Regions from separate parts of the Oryctolagus cuniculus genome. Here region 1 is linked to region 2. Evidence: chromatin contacts called from public Hi-C data. All regions are on one chromosome and are shown on one strand. Each heading gives the region's core, a stretch centred on a gene start, on an enhancer-like site or on the middle of the called end of the contact. The rest is flanking DNA. Distances are from core to core; before and after follow the strand shown. Region 1 overlaps TCF4 (transcription factor 4). Region 2 holds the start of TCF4 (transcription factor 4).

Region 1 (5,767 bases), core at 2,990-5,489, 370 kb before region 2:
CCATAGTGGCCATTTGGGGGAGTTAACCAATGGAAGAAAGACCTTTCTCTCAGTCTAACTGTGCTTGTCAAAAAAAAAAAAAAAAAAAAAAAAAAAAAAAAAAAAAGGACTGGACATTCTTCAACCACAAATGGTAATTTCCATTTTCTTTTGTTTAGAGCATTATCTCACCTTTTTATCCTCATGCAAGTAAACATTTAAAGGACTTCTCACTGAATTCAGATATGGATTGAAATGGTTTTTTTGCTTGGGCTTTGACTTGATTTTTACTATGTTTATTGGGAGAAGACTTCCTGTCTTAAAGACACACAATTTCCTTTTTTTCCCCCCAGTGTTTACAGTTTCACTTATGCTTTGTCTGAATTTTAAGGTAATTCCTTATTGTGCAATCCTTGGAGATTTATTTAATGCTTATTCTCCAGAAAATAAAATAATTTTCAAGAGGATTTAAACACCATCTAAATGATCCTGACCTTGACAGCCCTTATCTGTCATGTGACCCTGTGTGCCGGAACTTCCCTGAACTGTCCACCAAAATGGTTAAAATGAATGATTTTGTGATCTAGTTAGCGATGCAAATGGCTGCAAGCTAAATTCAGTTCATCTTTCGTTTTCTAACTCATAAATTCCATCTATTAGAGCTGTTTCATTTCTCCCTTCTGCATCTCCACTCCCCCACCCCCCATTCTCTGCACCACTTTCCTACAGTGGAAACCATAAGCAGATGCAGTGCACCCAGTGGGCACAGAAGTAGGAGGAGGCCGAATGAGCCCATTCCATCCCTTCCCTGCTCCAAGTAGCAGACTGTACGGAACTCAATCCCGTCACCCCCATGAACCAAGCCCCTCTAGGATAAACTGTGGGGGTACTTCCAAGCAGCTGCTTTTGTTCAGAGCCAAGCAAAAGACAATGGGACACGTGAGGTGGAATTGTGGATCCCTGAGTCATGCTACTGAGTGGGCACACACACTCACAAAGTCACATCCCAGATGATTCTGCACTGGAGATTTACCATGACCAACTGGCCTTTATTTTCCAGAAGTTTTTCTTATTATTTGAATAGCTCGTGGACGTTATAATGTACTTGGAAAGGGACTGTAGGTGTAAAGACATTTGCCTAAACTCTTCCCCATCTCCTTCTAAATCCTCACCCTTTGTTTTTTTTTTTTTTTTTTTTTTTTTTTTTTTTTTTTTTATCTTGAATGCAATACTCTCTCCCCAGCCCCTGGTCCCTCACAGACTAAGTTTCCAGCCTGTTCATTAAATTCCCTATTGTTCAATGAATCCAAGACTTCTGCCTTGTGCTGCTGTGTCCTTCACTTAGATACCCTGGGGCCATCCCCCAGGCCCCTCCTATTCTTAACCGCCTGGACTCTCAGGTATCTACTCATGGCCCCTATTCTGCTGGGTTCACACTCATATCAGTAGAGCTTGAGCCAAGCCCTTCCTGCCCCATCTTCTCATGGCTCCCTGACTGCTTCTCTCTTACTAATCCCACAGATCCCCTTGCTGTGCCTTTCCAGACTAAGTGGCTCTCCAGAGCTCTACTTTCTTACCACCTTGCTTTGCCCAGATGGGGCTCTTCCTGACTATTCTTTGAGACATCACCCTCAAAACACATTCAAGAGCATCACTTAGTCGTGCAGGGCATAAATCTTAATGATCGTGGTTCTGCTGCCATTCCTAAAAGCCTACATGTGAGCAGTGAGCATCCCAAGGGCAGGGACTGGCTGTGGGTCACAGGCTAGTACAGTGATACCGAAGTGAGCAACCAGATGCTTCCTAAATAGCAAAGAATGGCACATATCACATGACATGCATCTGTGAGATGACATCTGAAATCTAAAATGTGATATTGTCAAACACACCTTGGGTGTGTTTCCATCCAATAATAAACATTTCATTTAATTCAACAAATGCTGCTTGAGTGTCTCAATATACAAGGCACTATTTAGGCATTTTCAAGGAAAAACTAAAGAAGAGAGACACCTAATATTCTACAGGTACTTACATTTAATGATGGGATGATATAATTTCTACAGAGGATAAAATAAGATGAATGCCACAAAGAATACAAGGTTATGTAGGGTATGAAAGGGTGATGAAATTATATTTGATTGGGAAGCCAAAGACTGCTACAGGAAGAAGGTGGCATTTTTACATAAAGAAGCAGAGAGACTTTTCATTTGCAACATCTGGAGCCAGGCTGGGCCAACATCAGGATGCAAGCCCTCAATCCAGGCTTCACATGTGGGTCACAGGGACAAGTACTTGGGCCATGACTTGCTGCCTCCCAGGGTGCAAATTAACAGGAAGCTAGATTGGAAGCAGAGCTAGAAGTTGAACCTAGACACTCGGGTATGGGATATGAATATTCCAAGCAGCATCCCGACCACTTCACCAAATATGCACTCCTAGATGCATATTTTAAAAATTGACATATAACACTAATAAACATCTCAATTGCAAATGAAAATTTGTTTTTCCATCAATAAGTAGCATTCTTTAAGTAACTGTGTGTGTATGAAGACACAAGCAGCTAAGGACTATGTACTAACATGTGTTTCCATGTTGTCAGAATACATATTTCTGACCAAATGTAGATTTTGGAAAAGCCCTTTATAAATCTCAATGGCTTTCCTACAAAGTGAACAACACAGGGCGCTGTGGACACAAATGGTACCTCACTGTATGTGTGCATTACTGGCCCCAATGATTCACTCTTATTTAACTGCAGTGAAGTCTTTCATCTCCCTGCTATACAATAATAGCTTCCATATGACCAGTGGCTCTGCTATAAATAAGATCAAAAGCAAAAGAAAGGATTTAATAAAAGAAAATGACATTAAGAGTATCATTAAATCAGGGGGAAAACCCCCAATATCCAACTTTTCTTTTGGGGGGGATACGGAAAGGTGCAATAAAATATTATAGAGTAGGAAGCAGCTCCTGCATCTCCTGCAGACATTCACAGCAATAGGCACAGACCAAGCCCATGTGAGTAAGCCTCAGAGTGGCAGAGACCAAGCAGGATGGAGGAGTAGGGGCAGAACGTCCCCCCAAGGCTCAGGCTGAAGGACAGGTAACACACCGAACAGCAAGGTCCACCTTGGGAAGAACAGAGTGGAGTGTGTCAATGGCAAGCATCCATCCCTTTCTTCGCTCCCCTCTGTTTTACTTAATGGAGATAGACTTTTGGGTAATCCAGGGTTTCTCAGAGAATCATAACATTGCTCAACTCTAGGACATGAGTTCTGAGAAAGGAAGTTTTTTTTGGCAGTGCACAGTTACTTGATATGAAGAGCCAACTTCCCAAACAAATTTTCTTCTGGTTCTTAAAAAAAAAATTGCAATGTTAATCTCGATTCCCGACTGGATAAACAGCTGCTAATAACCTCCAGCTCCCGGGGGAGGAGGCTAACCTCCTTTCATCTTCAGACGAGTGGATACCTGACGTGCACTGCACTTTAGTGCTTCCACATGTTTCTTGCACTGCTTTTCTCAGAACTGCTTGGGGACCGGTCTTGCCAAGTCACAGTTCTTTTCTCCCTTTTCCTTAGACTGCATTGAAGAGCTCGGAAGACACGGTCAGCTGAGGCCCTATTTAGTTGAAAGGGTAGCTCTCGTTCTCTTCCTGTTGTTATGTCTAAAGAGGAAATGCAAGCAATTCTAATCTCCCAAGAAGACCAGTGCGTGGACCCTCAGCTGGAAGCTTTGTGAGGGGAATGACCATTTTGCTTTGTTTTGTATGTGGCTAAGCTCGCATTCAAGGGCTGACAATGATCAAAGATACCAATTTCTAACAGCATTGCTAATGCAATTACTTATATCGGTGTCTGTCCTAAATAAAGGTGCAAGCGTCAATACCTTTTTTTCTAAAAGGAAGTACCCTGTAGAAGACTACAGGGCTGATGGGCCCCTTGAGTCCTTTCTCACTTGTTCAAGAGCACCTGCTTTAACAGTGACCTCAGTTCTGCATCTCAAGATTCAGATATTTCACAAAACAGCTTTTTAAACAAAACCCAGCTGTTTCCCATCTAGACTACAGGGGGAAAATTTGGGCAGCTTACAGAAACATTACCCAGAGACTACCATTCTCCAATAACTTTCACACACTTTCAGTTCCAAACGAGACCCGTCCATGTGCAGAAGCTGGGGAGAAGGCAAATGCAAAATTAAAATGTGGAAATTCAATACTGTAGTTTTTGACAATATGTCCAATTAAGTGCTTTGAAACGAATGTGGCTATTGTATCAGGACAATGCTTCCCCCAAGATGTCACTTAACTAATACCGGCCAGATCTTTTGGTTAAACTCAACTTTGCAGTTCTGCAATGATTTATGGAGACAGAGGAAGCTATAATTACGTACAACTGTGAATGTCAACCAGTTAGATACAGAAAGCCCTCGTGCTACAGAAAATGTGATACTCTATCTTTCAACCCTCACTTCTGAGGCTGCCCCGCCTGAATCCTCTTTTTAGGACGAGTCCAGTTTACACTCGTGCTTTCTAAGCAATTAAGATATTTTTGATTTGAAGAATTTACAGCCACAATAAAAGTTAAAATAACACAACGGCCACAGAATCTGAAAAAAATACAAAATGGCCAAGGCCTAATCTTGGCTTTTAAACAGTGCCAAGTTGCTCCAGTATTTTCTGTTTTGGTATGAATGACATAACTGAATTACTTCATGAGCTGCTACTTTAATTCCTAAGGGTGGAAAATTCCATGAGTTAATTTAATTTGGACATAAAAAATACACACGAAGACTCGCTCTTCCTGTGGACTCTCATGTGCAATATCCGAGCCAATTGCTGGAACTGCGGTGCTGTGGAGGAGTGGCTTTCTCCCAGTGCAGCCTTAGCTGGGAGCTGCGACAGACAGACTCATCAGGCACATCTCTTACTTCTATTTGGGCACATTACAGCCTTTATTTTCATTTTTTTTTTAAATCATGTTTATTCTATGGCTCTGCAATGCCTTTTCTATGTATCTCTTACTGCTGAAATTCTACATAGACACTAATAGAAGGTCAATGATACAATGACACATTCTCTAAGAAGCTTTTCCTAGCTGTCTGAATCACTGGTTAGGTCACTGAGTAATTCTCTTGCATTATAATTAGACATATACTGTACTATTACCCGACCAGGATAAAAGGCCTATAAGATGAGAGACTTTTTCTTGCACATTTATGCATCTGTGATGGTCTCGGAAGTATAGCAGATGCAGAATGAGTGACTGAACACATGTGCATTTTCTAATACATACAATACTCTTCTCCCTCGAAAATCTACTATATTGAGAAAACAAATCTATTATACAGAGAAAACAAAGGGAATATTACATTTTTTAAATGCAAGGGTTATGCCTATTCCAAGCCATGAGAAGTTTATTATTGGGTCTTTGCATCCAATAAAAATTCAGTTAAAAAAATGATTACCAGGGTATTACAAATGTATCTGCTTATCCCTCCCTCAATGTAGGAAGAAAACAATACAGAAATATTATGTAGTTATTCTTGGAGGGGTCTGTTTCAAATATGTATTTTATGCATATATTTTATTTTTATTTTTTAAAGATTTATTTATTTATTTGAAAGGCAGAGTTACAGAGAGGCAGAGACGTCTTCCATCTGCTGGTTCACTCCCCAGATGACTGCAACGGCTGGAGCTGGGCTATCCAAAGCCGGGAGCCAGGAGCTTCTTCCAGGTCTCCCATGTGGATGGGGACCCAAGTACTCCAATCATCCTCTTCTGCTTTCC
Region 2 (6,133 bases), core at 2,054-4,553:
GTGCAGGTCCGCTTTGTGCTGACCTCCAGGCTAGGAAATTGGCAAGAACAGTCCAAAGGCTTCTACAGAAGGTCAGCTCAGCAGATCCAATGGAGTTTTCAGAATCCCAGGGAGAGGAGTTAGGAGGACTACACACAGTCCCTACTCACCCCAAGGCACCATCAGTTAAAACTTTAAACAGACAACTGAGGCTCCTGTTTTCCACTTCCAGAAAATAATAAAACAACTAGTAGTACGCAAAGTACTGGTATGCTCAGAGTTCAGATACGGCCAAGTTTTAGGGGTGTCTGGTTTTTCCTTTCCACTGGGGTGAGACTCCATTATTTTGGGCCATCAGTGGGTAGGGAATTCAAGGCAGGTAATTAAAGACTGGGGGGGGGGGGGGGAGCCTGAATCTTGAATCACACCCAAAAAATTTAGTTAAAAACTTGTCAAAAGACCTTCGTATTTACCAAGGATTCAGTCCATTAAAAATTACACTGTCCTTTAGACGACTACTGGTTTCTAGCTGAAGTGTTTGGGTGTTTTGAGTTTCCACCAATCTTTCTTACCGCACTGAAATCCAGTAAATCACTCAGCTCTTTGTCCGTCCCTAAGGCAGCCATTCGCTGTTGGTGATGCATTTTAGCAAAATCACACAAACCTAGAAACATGGAAATAACCGCAATCAGAAAATCCAGTCCCAATCCTTGGAGAAAACACAATCGGATTTTTGGAGACTGGGGTGTGGGGGGTGGGAGATGTAGGGGCGGGTGGGATTAAGGTGGTGGGAGGGGGGAGGGATGGGAGAGTTGTTGCTGGGTTTTGTTTTTGTTTTAAGATGGAACAGGCAGCAATAGCAAAAAAAAAAAAAAAAAAAAAGCGATACTGTATTTCCAAAGAGACGATCAAACTGGTAACATCCACTAGAAAACCAAATCCAGGAAGGGAAAAAAAAAAAAAAAAAAAAAGAAAGAAAGAAAGAAAAGAAAGAAAGCCGCTCGTGAGCGCATCCTTTTATGCAACAGGAGGTAGAGCGAGAAATGAATGGATCCCAGAGCAAAGAGAAACTACTCGGGACGGCCCGGGCTCAACTTTCCCCCACCCGCACCCCACCCCCCGGCACTGCTGGCGCTCGCACCCCGCGCGCCGCTCCCCTGCGCGTCTCCAAGTCGCTCCGAAGAAATTGCGGACGAGCGTCCCCGCGGGGCGAGCACGTCCCCAGGGGGAGGGGTGACAGGGCCGGCGGCGGGGGCGGGCGGAGCGCAGGCTCGGGTCCCCCCCGTCGTCCAGCACCCTCATTTGTGAAAGAAAGGGCTGTAAAAAATTAAAGTCAGGCCCTTGGCAAAGTCCTCGGCCCCCCGCGAGTGGGCACCGCCGGGGAGGGGGGCGGGGGCGGCGGCGCGGGGGCGGGAGGGGAAGGGGAGTCTCTGCCCGGCGCGCCGGGAGCCGGGCGCCCGCGGCGCGGGAGGCGCGGAGCCGCGTGGGGGCCGCCGAGCCCGCGCCCGAGCCCCGCGCCGCCCCGGGCATCCGCCCGCCGAGCCCGGCCGGCGCCCGTACCTACCGGCCGCGCGCGAGAAGGGGCTCCCGGTGCACCGCCGGCGCCGCGGCGGCGTTCATGTCTGAGCCCGCCCGGCCGCTGCGCCCGCTCGCCGGCTCCCGCGCCTCCGCCGCCGCCGCCACTACCGATCCGCGCGCGCACAGCCAAGATCCCTGACTCTTAACACCAACTCTCTTCTCCGGGGAGGGGAGGGGACGAGCGCAGGGGGGGAGGGGGAAACACGCCGAGGCGCACGGAATTGCAAGTTCAGCAAAGAAATGGGTGGGGGGGCTCCGGCGGGGCGACGCGGGCTCGCTCGGGGTCCGGACGCGGCCCCCCACCCCCGGGGCCGGGGGGCGGCTCAGCGCCTCCCCCGCCTCGCCAAAAAACACGAACGAAAATTCGCGGAGCACCTCATTTTTCGGTTACGGTCTGCAGCCTGCCCAGGTCGGCGCTGGCCCGTTCCATCCCTCGGAGCCACTTTGAAATGTGTTCGAGTTCACATCCCGCCCTCGCCCCCACTCCCGTCCCCTCGCGCTCGCACGGCCACACACGGCAAAGCAAGTTTATACCAGGCTGCGATACACGTGATGCGAAAAGACTTTGCCAAGAGCAACCGTATTTTCCCTTTCCACAGAGAAACCCAGCCGCATTTGGCCGGGGAGACCTCCGTCCGGGTAGTTCTGCGTCGGGGGCGAGCCCTGCATTGCCCACTCTATTCCCCCTCCCTTTGGACTCACAGAATAGTACGGCTAAAAACTTCGCAAGAAGAGGAAAAAAAAAAAAAGGCAATTTGGGGGGATGGATGTTGTTTTGTTTTCACACTTGAGTTCCTAGGCACGCGAAGTCCCCATTCGCCCGCGCTGTTTTTTAATTCCACATTTCACATCATAGGCCCTGCATGCTCCTAAAACATACTTTTCCACATCACTTTTCAGGATAAAAATCCAGCTTCACCGTCCTATCGTCTGGTAGTAACAAGCGTGCTTTATCCAGCCTAGGCAACATAGTTATTCCAACGTGTGCTAGCACACTCCACACACCCTGGAATCGCTAGAGGAGCGAGCACACACACAAGATGCATGCACACACTTTTTCCCACTGGCGATTATTCCATAGGTTGTTCCTTTTGTTTTCATAAAACACTGGGATCGACATTTTAAAAATTCAATTCAATTACAAACAGTTTACTCTGACAGCAAATAGTAACGTTACCTTAAGTGGCCACAAATATGTTCACAATATTCCAAGGAAAAAGACTTTAAAAAGAGAGACAAAAATCTTCTGCAAGTACTTAGTATCTCACATGTGTATCCCCCAAAAAAGTATTTTAACTGGTACTCAGTCCTGCTCCAGGGATATCCACAGATTACAGGATCATGCACCTGGCTCTGCTTTTTGCATTTTCCACCATAAAACTGCAACAAAATGCCCTCCCCAAAAAAAGAATTCATTAAAAAAAATCCAACAACTTTTTCTTATGGTTTATAAAAAAAAATCAACACTGGGTAGTTAGAATTGTTCCTCAAACAAATCTCGTTGGTGGGTGTTTTTTCTTCTCCTCTTAGAAAGTCTTAAACTTGCTCCAAGTTTAGAGGTGTCTCATCATCATCCTCCTCCTCCTCCTCATCACCATTGACTCCCCCGTGGAGTCACATTGATAATAATAGGTTTCCCTGAAAGATACATTGTAATCCATTCACATCCGGGCACTGCGGGCTTATAAAGAGAAGGCGCTGCGGCCGCGGCTGCTCCTCCAGACAATGACTGGGGAGGGGCGGGGCGGGAGCGGGCGACCATAGAGTGGTAAACAGATGGCCTAGAGAGGCCGCCAAGATGGCGGCGCGCGCCGGCCACGCCTCCTCCGGGAGCGCCGGCGGGCGACGGGGTCCGTCGCGCGTGGAGCGGCGCAGAGAGTGCTCGGTGCCGGCGTCGACGGCCGGCCTGGCCCTCCTGCGCGCGCTTCGTGCTGCTCCGGTTCCTTGGCCGTCCCTGCTCTTTGACACGAAAGTGTAGTTCCTGAATAAATACACGAATTAAACTCCACAGACTTAACGCGGGGGAATCAAATCCCCCGACCCCCCCCAACCTGAGGAAGGCTCGGAAGAGGCCGCGGCGGCCTCCCCAACCGCAAACCCGAGCCCGGGATCTTCTGCGGTGTGGAGCGGGTTCCGTGGCGAGGCTCGAGCGGCAAGGGGTCCCTCCCGGCCGCCGCCGCCCCCGCCCCCACTTTCTATAGGCGTGAGAACTTGGTCAGTCCGGGAAGTGGTCACTTGGAGAAGACATTGATTGATTGCTTTGTACACTCAGATCGACTTTATACCACAAGGCATGACTGACTCAACTGACAGTTCTGGCCAAGCAGTTACCTTCTGGAGGTTGTTTTCTGGTCAGACGCAAATAGCAAAGCCCACTTTACGAATTTTGCACAGGACGTGGATAACGCTGGAATCACTTCAGTATTTACAGGCATACCCTGCGGCGCAGTGGTTAAGCCACTGCCGGCGACGTGGACATCCCATTTCAGAGCACTTCCCAACACTGGCTGCTCCACTTCCGACCCAGCTCCCTGCTGAGGCTCCTGGGAAAGCAGCCAAGATGGTCCAGAGACCCAGATGGAGTTGCTGGTTGCTGGTTTGGGCTTGTCCTGCCCCTTCCGTTGGGGCCCTGTAGGGAGTGAACCACAGCTGGGCTCACGCTCTCTGTCGAGGAAATAAGCAAACCTTGAACACCAAAACAAAAGGCCGTGGTTGTGGGGCAGTGGGTTAAGCTACCACTTCTAATACAGCTCCTTACTAATGCTCCTGGGAAGGCAGCCACAGAAGACTCAACTACTTGGGCCCCAATAGCAATGTGGGAAACTGGGATGGAGGGCCAGGCTTCTATCTTGGGTTGTCCCAAACCCATCCTTTGAAGCCATTCGTGGAGTGAACCAGCCGGTGGAAGATATTTGTGTCTCCTTGACTTTCTAACTCTGCTTTTCAAATAAATAAATCTTTAAAAATAAAAAAATAAAACTTTAAAACTTGCCACTTACTAAAAAATAGATTTCTTTCCATCTCTAACAGTTTGATGAACTAATATCTCTAATCTAGCCAACAGAACTTTAAATGGAGGATTCCTTATTTTAATAGAACAGTCTTTACGTCTCCCAACAGGAAAAAGCCAGTGATAACAAGTAACAGAGAGTGTGTTTCATGTGTGCCAAACATTGTGCTAAGAATTTCATAAATATTGGCCATTTTAATCCTGAGAATGACTCTGTGAAGGGGGTAACTACTCTCTTAACATTAAGAAAAACAGAACCAAGTAAAATGGAGTAGCTTGACCCAAGGCAGCAGTTTAGTAACTGAGACAAACTTGCTGAAGTCACAACCATCACTATTATGAAGGAGCCCATCTCTGAAACCAGGCAGTCTGTCATCAGAGTCCACTTTAACTTCCACGTTCCTTCATGCCATCTGTCAATGGGAACATCCTAATCTCCAATTATGTCAAAAATGTGTGGCAATAACAGTTGAGATCAATTTTCAGGATCTTTTCTTTATGTGTAAGTTTTTACAGAAAAAGAATTAGGGCATTTGCAGATTGTTTTCCTCTCCATTCACACGTTGTGAAGATTCCATGTTCTCATCTTAAAATAGTATTTTACATTTAGGTACCACTTGACTCCGTGTTATCACAAGCATTATCTGTGGTTCTCCACATAAAACCTCTCTGCAGACCCTACTAAAATGATGTGATGAAAAGATCACAAATGTTGGCTTGAGAGAAAAGTTCCCTTGGCTCTACCTCTAATCAGCTCTGTGACCTAAGGCTCAATGTCAATGACTTTTGCTGTAAAATGCAGAGTATAGATTAGATAATCCCATGAAGTCCCTTTTCACTTTTAGGTTTTTAAGATTCCCCCTTCCTCTGAATTTCAAAGGCAATAAATGATTCTACAGAGAAATCAGTGGTAGGATCAGGTTTTGGGTCTAAGGATTCCCAATTACCAGTCTAGTAACTTTTTACTCAATGACTGATTTTTTGACCCCACAATCAGCCATGTAACTACACTTCTCTTTTAAATTAAGGAATAAATGTGGGCTTTGTTCTTTTCTTGAGCTGTCAGAGAATAGATACTTTCTAATATACATGTGGGGACTGGAGGCTTTTTAGAGAGCCTTAAAAGGACCCTGTGAAATTTAAATTAAAAAAAAAAAGTACCAGATATGTTTTGGAGTGCCTTGTTTCATCTACAGATTCCCCTGCCTTGTAACCTGCCTGGATGCTGACAGAGAGGTATGCCCCAGTCAGCTGGGGCTGCTGTAACAGAACACCATACACTGGGTGACTGAAAGAGCAGACATTTGTTTTCATAGTCCTGGAGGCTGGGGAGTCTGAGATCAAAGGCTGGTGTGGTTGGGTTCTGGGAAGTACTCTCTTCTTGACTTGCATTTGACTGACTTCTCACTTTATCTTCACATGGGAGAAACAGAGAGCACTCAGGTCTCTCATCTTGTAAGAATATTAATGTCATCATGGGGGCTTCACCCTCATGACTTCATCTCAAACCAACTTCCTCCCAGAGACCCCATTTCCTGCTACCAGGAAGTTAGGGCTTCAGCATAT

What was found. Hi-C and Micro-C count contacts between places; a contact is called where the count stands out from the background.
Region 1: a contact with region 2 is called in a Hi-C map of an unstated tissue, with 2.9 times the contacts expected there. The contact joins the enhancer-like site here to the promoter of TCF4 in region 2. A contact is called at or near these places in 3 of 6 Hi-C or Micro-C datasets (ear pinna, psoas muscle and an unstated tissue).

The regions. Positions count from the first base shown.
Region 1 is chr10:23,067,788-23,073,554 of mOryCun1.1, reverse strand. All of the region lies in intron 14 of TCF4 (transcription factor 4), which reads right to left. Among named protein-coding and RNA genes, the nearest start is that of CCDC68, 270 kb to the left of the region's middle. Within about 2 kb of position 4,239, at least 3 of the 8 cell types and tissues checked have an H3K27ac peak or open chromatin away from gene starts, as enhancers often do. A contact at or near this core is called in ear pinna, where this site is marked.
Region 2 is chr10:22,698,700-22,704,832 of mOryCun1.1, reverse strand. It overlaps TCF4 (transcription factor 4), which reads right to left and starts at 3,303. Exons shown (of 19, transcript XM_051851926.2): 1 at 2,735-3,303.